Regions from separate parts of the Mus musculus genome. Here region 2 is linked to region 1. The links are chromatin contacts, called in public HiChIP or PLAC-seq maps. All regions are on one chromosome and are shown on one strand. The core of a region is the stretch at or near the end of the contact, and the rest is flanking DNA. Distances in the headings are between cores, read along the strand shown.

Evidence for each region. HiChIP or PLAC-seq counts read pairs in DNA pulled down with a chosen protein or histone mark.
Region 2: a contact with region 1 is called in an H3K27ac HiChIP or PLAC-seq map of microglia, with 4 times the contacts expected there. The contact joins two enhancer-like sites. A contact is called at or near these places in 4 of 484 Hi-C or Micro-C datasets (adipose-derived mesenchymal stem cells, bone marrow-derived macrophages, myocytes and 1 more) and 3 of 115 datasets of contacts at active chromatin or transcription factors (large pre-B cells, microglia and neural progenitor cells).

What each region holds. Positions count from the first base shown.
Region 1 is chr10:84,146,589-84,150,137 of GRCm38.p6, forward strand. No RefSeq gene overlaps it. Among named protein-coding and RNA genes, the nearest start is that of Gm40727, 38 kb to the left of the region's middle. Within about 2 kb of position 1,298, at least 19 of the 459 cell types and tissues checked have an H3K27ac peak or open chromatin away from gene starts, as enhancers often do. A contact at or near this core is called in microglia, where this site is marked.
Region 2 is chr10:84,386,964-84,390,472 of GRCm38.p6, forward strand. The region is part of intron 4 of Nuak1 (NUAK family, SNF1-like kinase, 1); the gene reads right to left. Among named protein-coding and RNA genes, the nearest start is that of Nuak1, 52 kb to the right of the region's middle. Within about 2 kb of position 1,923, at least 96 of the 459 cell types and tissues checked have an H3K27ac peak or open chromatin away from gene starts, as enhancers often do. A contact at or near this core is called in microglia, where this site is marked.

The DNA of each region.
Region 1 (3,549 bases), core at 48-2,547:
AGTCTTCTGGGACACGTCAAGCTTGAGCCCTGCTTTGCACCTCAATGTATGATCTTGGGGAAATTCAATGAGATCAATTCCCTAACATCTAACTCTGTAAGGGAATACAATACAGGGCAGGGCTGGAAGTGACAACTTCCCTGAAGAATGTTAGGAAACTCCCTGACTACTCTGGGACACTGTGGGACTAGAGACCAAACTCCACCAAAGACCAAGTGGACTCTTGCCCAGTGACTTATGTTTGTCACGTGAGGAGAATAAAGGGGTGGCCTGAACACACATTGAAACAGCTGTCTCTGGATCCAGGAGTGCAAGGCTAGCCTAGAATTCTCACATCCTGAAGGGTTGCCAAGCTTGTCCAGCAGAGTCCACTAGACCTTGGGTGTGATGTTAAGACCCGAATCCTGTGCCTGCTCCAATTCTACAGTACTGGGAAACATTTTGTTGACTCTGAGATGGTCTCTGTCCTAGAGGGGGAAAACAGTTTCTTCTGTATCTAGCTTCTTTTCAAACAAGTATTGGCATAAGATGTACCCGAGGTACCATAACCACCAGAGTGTACTATCTTGTTGGAATTTTGGACTCTTAAATAAGCCACCAGAATCACTCACTAGATGCTTGAACTGCTTTCCACTTTCCTAAGTAAATGATCATGTACCTGTGTTTTAACATCCCCTGGGGCCCAAGAATTGCATGCCTATCTTGGTCACATATTATGTTATTTTCCTTTCAAGGCCTAAGAATTCCTCAGTAGTTATGAACAAAACTCATCTTCTTGGATCTCTTTGCTTCCTGGTCATAGAATGATTGTATTATCTAGGATTCTCACCTAGTTTCACAGTTTAGACTAAGTGTGGCTAAGCTGGAACACCCTCCTTGTCAAACAAGACATAAGATTATCTCAGGGTCAACGAGGTCGGTTCTGGTCTCACTTCCTTAAAAACAAAACAAAACTGACATTTAAAGAAACTTGAGTTACTTCCTAGATTAATCAAGAGAGTTGCTTTCTTCAGTAGGAAGGACAATGAGGCCAAAACCTGATGAATTGGGAGGACTGCATGTGTTAGGAAGAACCAGTTGACTCCCAAGATCTAACCCTTCTGTTCTGATGGCTATTGTGGAGAAAGCAATTGGAAGCATTGTGAAAAATGAGTCATTTCAAAAGGACAATTCATAAATTACATGAATTGTCATGTATATGTTGTGGTTTTACTTGCATTGTAGAAACCTTCAACACTGGAAAGTTTTGGCCAAGCAGTGTAGTACTGCATGCTGTGTGGATTCTGCAGTCTGCAGTTGAGCTGATTTCATCAGACTCTTCTGGGAAGTATATGAAAATCAGATTCCTGGGTGTCATCTCCTAGTCTCTAAGAGGCCTAGAGCAGTTGTACTCTGGAAAGCTCTGGAAGCTTTTTACACGATGACCCAGAATGAAAACAAGGAATAAGAGTACCAGTTTTATTTCCAGTTATGCCTCCACCCCATTACTCTGTCTCAGATATATTCTAGGCACAGGAGAACCATCTGTAAACACACAACGCACACATCACACACATCACATGCACATCATACATCACACACATCATAGACATCACCCAAATCACACATACATCACACACATCACACACATACATACACACATCATACACATCACACACACATACACATACACACATATCATATCACACACACATACATACACATTACACACACATCACACACAATACATACATGTCACACACACCACACACACATAATGCACATAACACACACATATACCTACACACATCACACAAAATACACACACATAATAGACACATACACACATCAAACATATATAACACACACACATCACACATATACATACATCACACACATACATCACACATACACATCACACACACCACAAATGCCATAAAAGTCAGCCAGATGTTTGGTCTATGGCTGGTCTATGTGATTTAACTTCTTGATGACTTCATTTCCAGAACTATAAAAAGAGGATGGTGACACCTTCATCACAAGGTTGTTGTGATGTTTAAATAAGTATATATGCAAGAAGAGTTTGCCCCAGAGGCTGGGCTACTTGATAAGTAGTATAAAAAAAAATAACATTAAAGCTAGAAGTGGGGAAGAAAGGTTGTGAGTGTCATCCCATGGAGATGTTTAAAGAGCAGCTATCCCATCCAAGTTCATCCATAACCCATGCTTTGTGACTTTCAGTGACCTTCCTTCACACACTTTGGTCTCACGTGGATACTGAGGGACCTATGTATGAAGAGAAACATTAATGTCCTATAAGCCACCAGTCACTCAAGCATACTTCAAAAAACCAGCAACAGCAGCTGGACTCATTGCTGGCTTTCTTCTAAACCATCTGAGCTGCTGGCATTCACACTGACATGGGGCCCAAAGTCAATCACACCATCCCAGATATGATATGAAGTCCGAGCTACACAATCAAAGGGAATTCAAGTGGAAAAGAATTGAATTAGTGTTTCTGTTCAACTTAAGGTACCTGGCAGACCCAGGAGCAGACCCTTGTCCCTGCCACATGAGGTCAGGAAGAATGGAGATTTAGAGAGAAGTGTAAAGGCTACATAGGATGAGAACACAGGGAGTGGTCAGGGCTGTAGGGGAAGCTGAGATCCACTTAGAGTGTGTCAAAAGCAGAAATTGTAATGAGGGCATCTTGGACAAGGCTGTGATTCACTGTCCAAAATTGGGCTGGGCTTCTTGTTAGTGGGAGAATATCACAGTTTTGTTTTTGATTTTGCTTTTATTTATTATCATTATTACTATTATTATTATATTTTACATTATCCCCAAGCTTTTCTCCTCCACTTATGGGTATCACTCTGTATTTATTATTTAAAATGTTAAAGGCATCCATTTATGTGTCTTCAAGGGCCAGAGTATTGGTAATGGTGGAGAGGGAAGTCAGGAGCTGGGAAATGGGGCAGTTCTGGTAGACACTTGCAGGACAGATCCTGAGAGGGAGAGCTCTGCTCCCTCTGTTCACACAACCTCAGTCAAGATCCCCTAAGAGAAGCAAACATTGAAATGCATTTGCATGGACTCCACAGTTGAATATAGTCATGTTCTGTCCAATCAGTGGCCCGTTGGAGTCTGCTCTTCTTGTCTTGTCAACTCTGTGATGTTCTATTGCATTTTTGAGTAGCAGACAAACTTGCTCTACAAAGAGACAGGATGACAAGTACTTCTGGCCTTGTGAGTCAACCTATCTTGGTGGCTTGATTCTGCGCTTATAACAAAGGTGTAGGACAAAATATAGTACATTATATAGGCGTGTTTGTATCCTAGGATGGTGCATAAGTGCTGACCTCCAATAATACACAGTGGAGGCTTTAGAGATTGCTCAGTAAGAACATTTGCTACACACAAGCATGAAGCCCTAACTTTAAATCTGCAGTCCCCATATAAAAAGCACAGTATGGCTGCTCACATATATGTAACCCCATTGGTGGGGCTTGCTAGGGCACTAGTCTAGCTTCTGCTTCACTGAGAGATTCTGACCAATAGAATACGATG
Region 2 (3,509 bases), core at 673-3,172, 240 kb after region 1:
GAGGGTGTGGCAAGAGCTACCTAGTAAAGGATGCTAACACCCACCCAGCCCCACTTAGCTGCATACACATCTCCAGTGTCCTATGTGGCTGCACTTGCTCAGCTGGTCATCGGCACATCAGCACTTGAGGTTCTCTCCTAGGGCAGCTGTCTGCAAGTCAGATACAGACTTGCACTCAGATAAAGAGAATATGAAAGGCCTATCGGATGGCCGGCTCTGAGACAGGGCAAATCTTGGGGTTGGCAATAACGAAGAAGAGGTTTGTAGTCGGCCTCATTCCTGATGAGCTATAGGAATTTCCCTGTCTGAAAAAAAAAAAAAATGAGGCACTTGGTCCCACCCTGGTGAGGACATTCTAAAGACGAAAGGAGACAACACATGGAAGGTCTGGCCCAGGGCTCTGGCTTCCAGCAGGAGTTCAGCAAATGTGCTTTCGTCCTTCGGTTTCCTTCCCTCTGCAAGCTCATCATCAGATCCCTCCCCAGCAGACCCTTCCCCAGCCTTCAGAACTCTGCCTGTCACCACTTCCCCCTCAAAGGCTTTCTGCTCCATCTGGCTAGACAGACCCACCCCTTCCTGTTTAGCACGTCCAGATGGCACAGGGGCATCTGGTCTGCCAAGGGATAAGAAAAGCTCTCTGGAGGAAGACCCCCTAGAGGATAGACAGATAAGGGGGAATGGAAAGGGCATTCCAGACAGAGGGAACCGTGTGTTCCAAGGTCAGGAAGGCAGAGAAAGCTTTGTAGATTTGAGGATTTCAAGGGCAATGCAAAGGAGCCTTTCTGGACCAGATTCACTGAACGGCACTGCCAGGCGCCGTCCCCACCCTGATCAACCTCCTTCACAGCACAAGTGGATCACATACTCTTTTGTTTATTGGTTTCAGCCCCAGCTGAAACCCCAAGTCCACTGCAGGGAGGGGGGCACACCTTATCTTCTTTGCCTTCTTAATATTTGGTGACTAGTTATCACTACTAGTTAAATGACCACCAGACTCAGAGCTCCAAGACAAGAGGGACCTGGCCATCCCTCCCCCATTAAATCCCCCAACACCCGGCACAGGACTAACGACATAGCATTTGACACTTGGTTAAGTATTTTATGATCAAGCCATATGCTCTATACTAGATATTCAGCTCCTGAAAGGATAGAAGAATGACCTCAGGCAGCGCAGGTATGCTGTGATATAAATAACCCCACATATACACACTCGGGTGCACCTGATGGGTAAATGAAGGAGTTAATGCAAGACTACAAAGTTCTCACACTCCAAAGCCCAGAGGTCCATGATGCCAAGCTTCGCCTTGCTAAGCTGCCAAGATTTCTATCTCTTCTTGTCACTGCCATTCAAAGCGACTCTCTTATCCACAGCAGCCATGCCTCCATTGTCACAGGGGCAGTAGATCATCTCCCCTCTGTTCCTCTCTCCTGAGCTCTGAAAGCCCTGCAGATTCCCAGCCCTGCAAGAGGAGGTCAGCTGACCCGGGCGCCTGGCCCTCTTCCGGCAGGCACTTTTACAGGAGCCTTCTCTGGGAATGGTCAGCATTCCATTCTCCCAGAGAGTGGGATGTGAATCTGGCCTGTTTTCATTAATTGCAAATTAATGCTAGGCTGGGTGCTATTTTAGTCCACGCTTCCACAGAGGGTGGAATGCGACCCAAGGCAGCTAGCGCATCGCGCTCATTCCTTCTGCCGTTGGACTGCGTGAATATTTTTAGAAGCCGCACCCTCTTGCCGTGGCCAGATAGATAATTTCCAAAACCAGATGTGCTCATTGCAAATCAGCATAAGGCACAGAAGGGAAGAGCAACCAGTCACATGGCTCACACCAAAACTGCAGCAACATCTAACACATTCCAGCCAGAAGCATCTTTAGAGACTTCCCGCGGGGCCACAGGAGAGGTGGACCCACAATGTGACAGCCACTCCCCCTGCCCTTAGCACGATCGATCTTGCCACTCACATCCGGTTGGTTGGTAGTCCATTTGTACCCACGGTCCCCCTAGGCCAGGCAGCGATGGCCTTTCATTCACACAGAAGGCCAGCTTGTGGCCATGTGTATGACTGCTTCTGTCAGCAACTGTCCTTTCTAAATATGCATCTGCAAAGTGCTGAGTCAGGAAGCGCGGATTCCCATGCAGCCGGAAGGCAAATCAGCACCAGCTGAAACACATTTTTAAAACACTTGGAAGTGGGTGCAAGAGGATGGAGTTTGCCTGGAAGTCAAACATGGGAGTGAGTTTTAATCCTGGCTAGGGGCTCCTTTGCCCACAAATCAATCAGTTATAATGCTTACATGTGCCAGGCACCAGGAGATGCTCTGGAATGAGAAAGACAACAAACTCCTGATCTCAGGCACACCCCTTAGACAGTCCAGGCTGGAAATCGACCCTCAACAAGTTCTTTCAACTAGACTATCAGGTCTTAGTTGACATCTCTGCAGCAACGGAGGAAACAGTAAATAATGACTTGTTAAAAGGACAGATTTGATTATGTGTGAGTGTGCGCACACGCGCGCGCACACACACACACACACACACACACACACACATGCTCACACACGTTCCCACCCTGGGCAATGTCAGGAGCAGAGATTCCTAAGAAAACAGACAAAGAAAAATATAGGACCAAAGTTGACTTTTGTAATTAAGTACTATGTGTGCTACTTGGATACAAAAACAGAGGCTCTCAGGTGGAAAACCTGGTCCCCAGGAGCCCCATGCCCTACAGTCACTTCTCTGTTGCTTTGGGTTTTACAAATGAGCTGTTCTTCCAGGCTGCTGCCCCATTGTCCCCAACACAATTGCTCTCTGAATTCTGGCCATTCTTCTGCTCCATTAGGGAATTCTATGACTCCACAGGAAGCTATGCACCTTATCACTTCTGGGGCTACAGCATGGGACCAAGAGGTCCCACTGTACCACAGAACCCAATCCCCAGGCGAGAGGCTCACATTCCAGACCTTGTATAGTCTACATTTAGTTCCGAGGGCTCCCGGCGACAGGTGGCAGGAAGAATCTGGACAGGGTATCACTGAGATCAACAGATGATATGGAACCCTTAGAAGGCAAGGGTCCAAACTGACAGCAGGCCCGACCACCACCCCATCCCAGAACCACTTGCCCAAGCTTCTGGCTTTCCATGCATTTCCTCCTGCAGGGGCCAGACACTTAGACTTAGGCAAGCTCTTGGGATGGACACAGCTAAGCACCACCTCCTCTGAATGCATTTCTAACTACTTTCACATTTATTGTCGGTACCTAGAACTGGGGATTGCCCACAGAAACTCTCGGGAAAAAATTGACTGGGGAAAATAAACAAACAGTACACAGCTCTTCTTCCTACCTGACAGGAGAAGCTAAGTTCAGTGCGTGAGAAATTTATCCTGAACCCTGCTATCAGCAAGAGACAGGGCTACCACACAAACCTGGGCCATCCAACTCCAGAGCCTCCACTCCTAGACTGGACTCATTTGCAGACGGTTGATTCTGACAGTTTAATTCTGAACA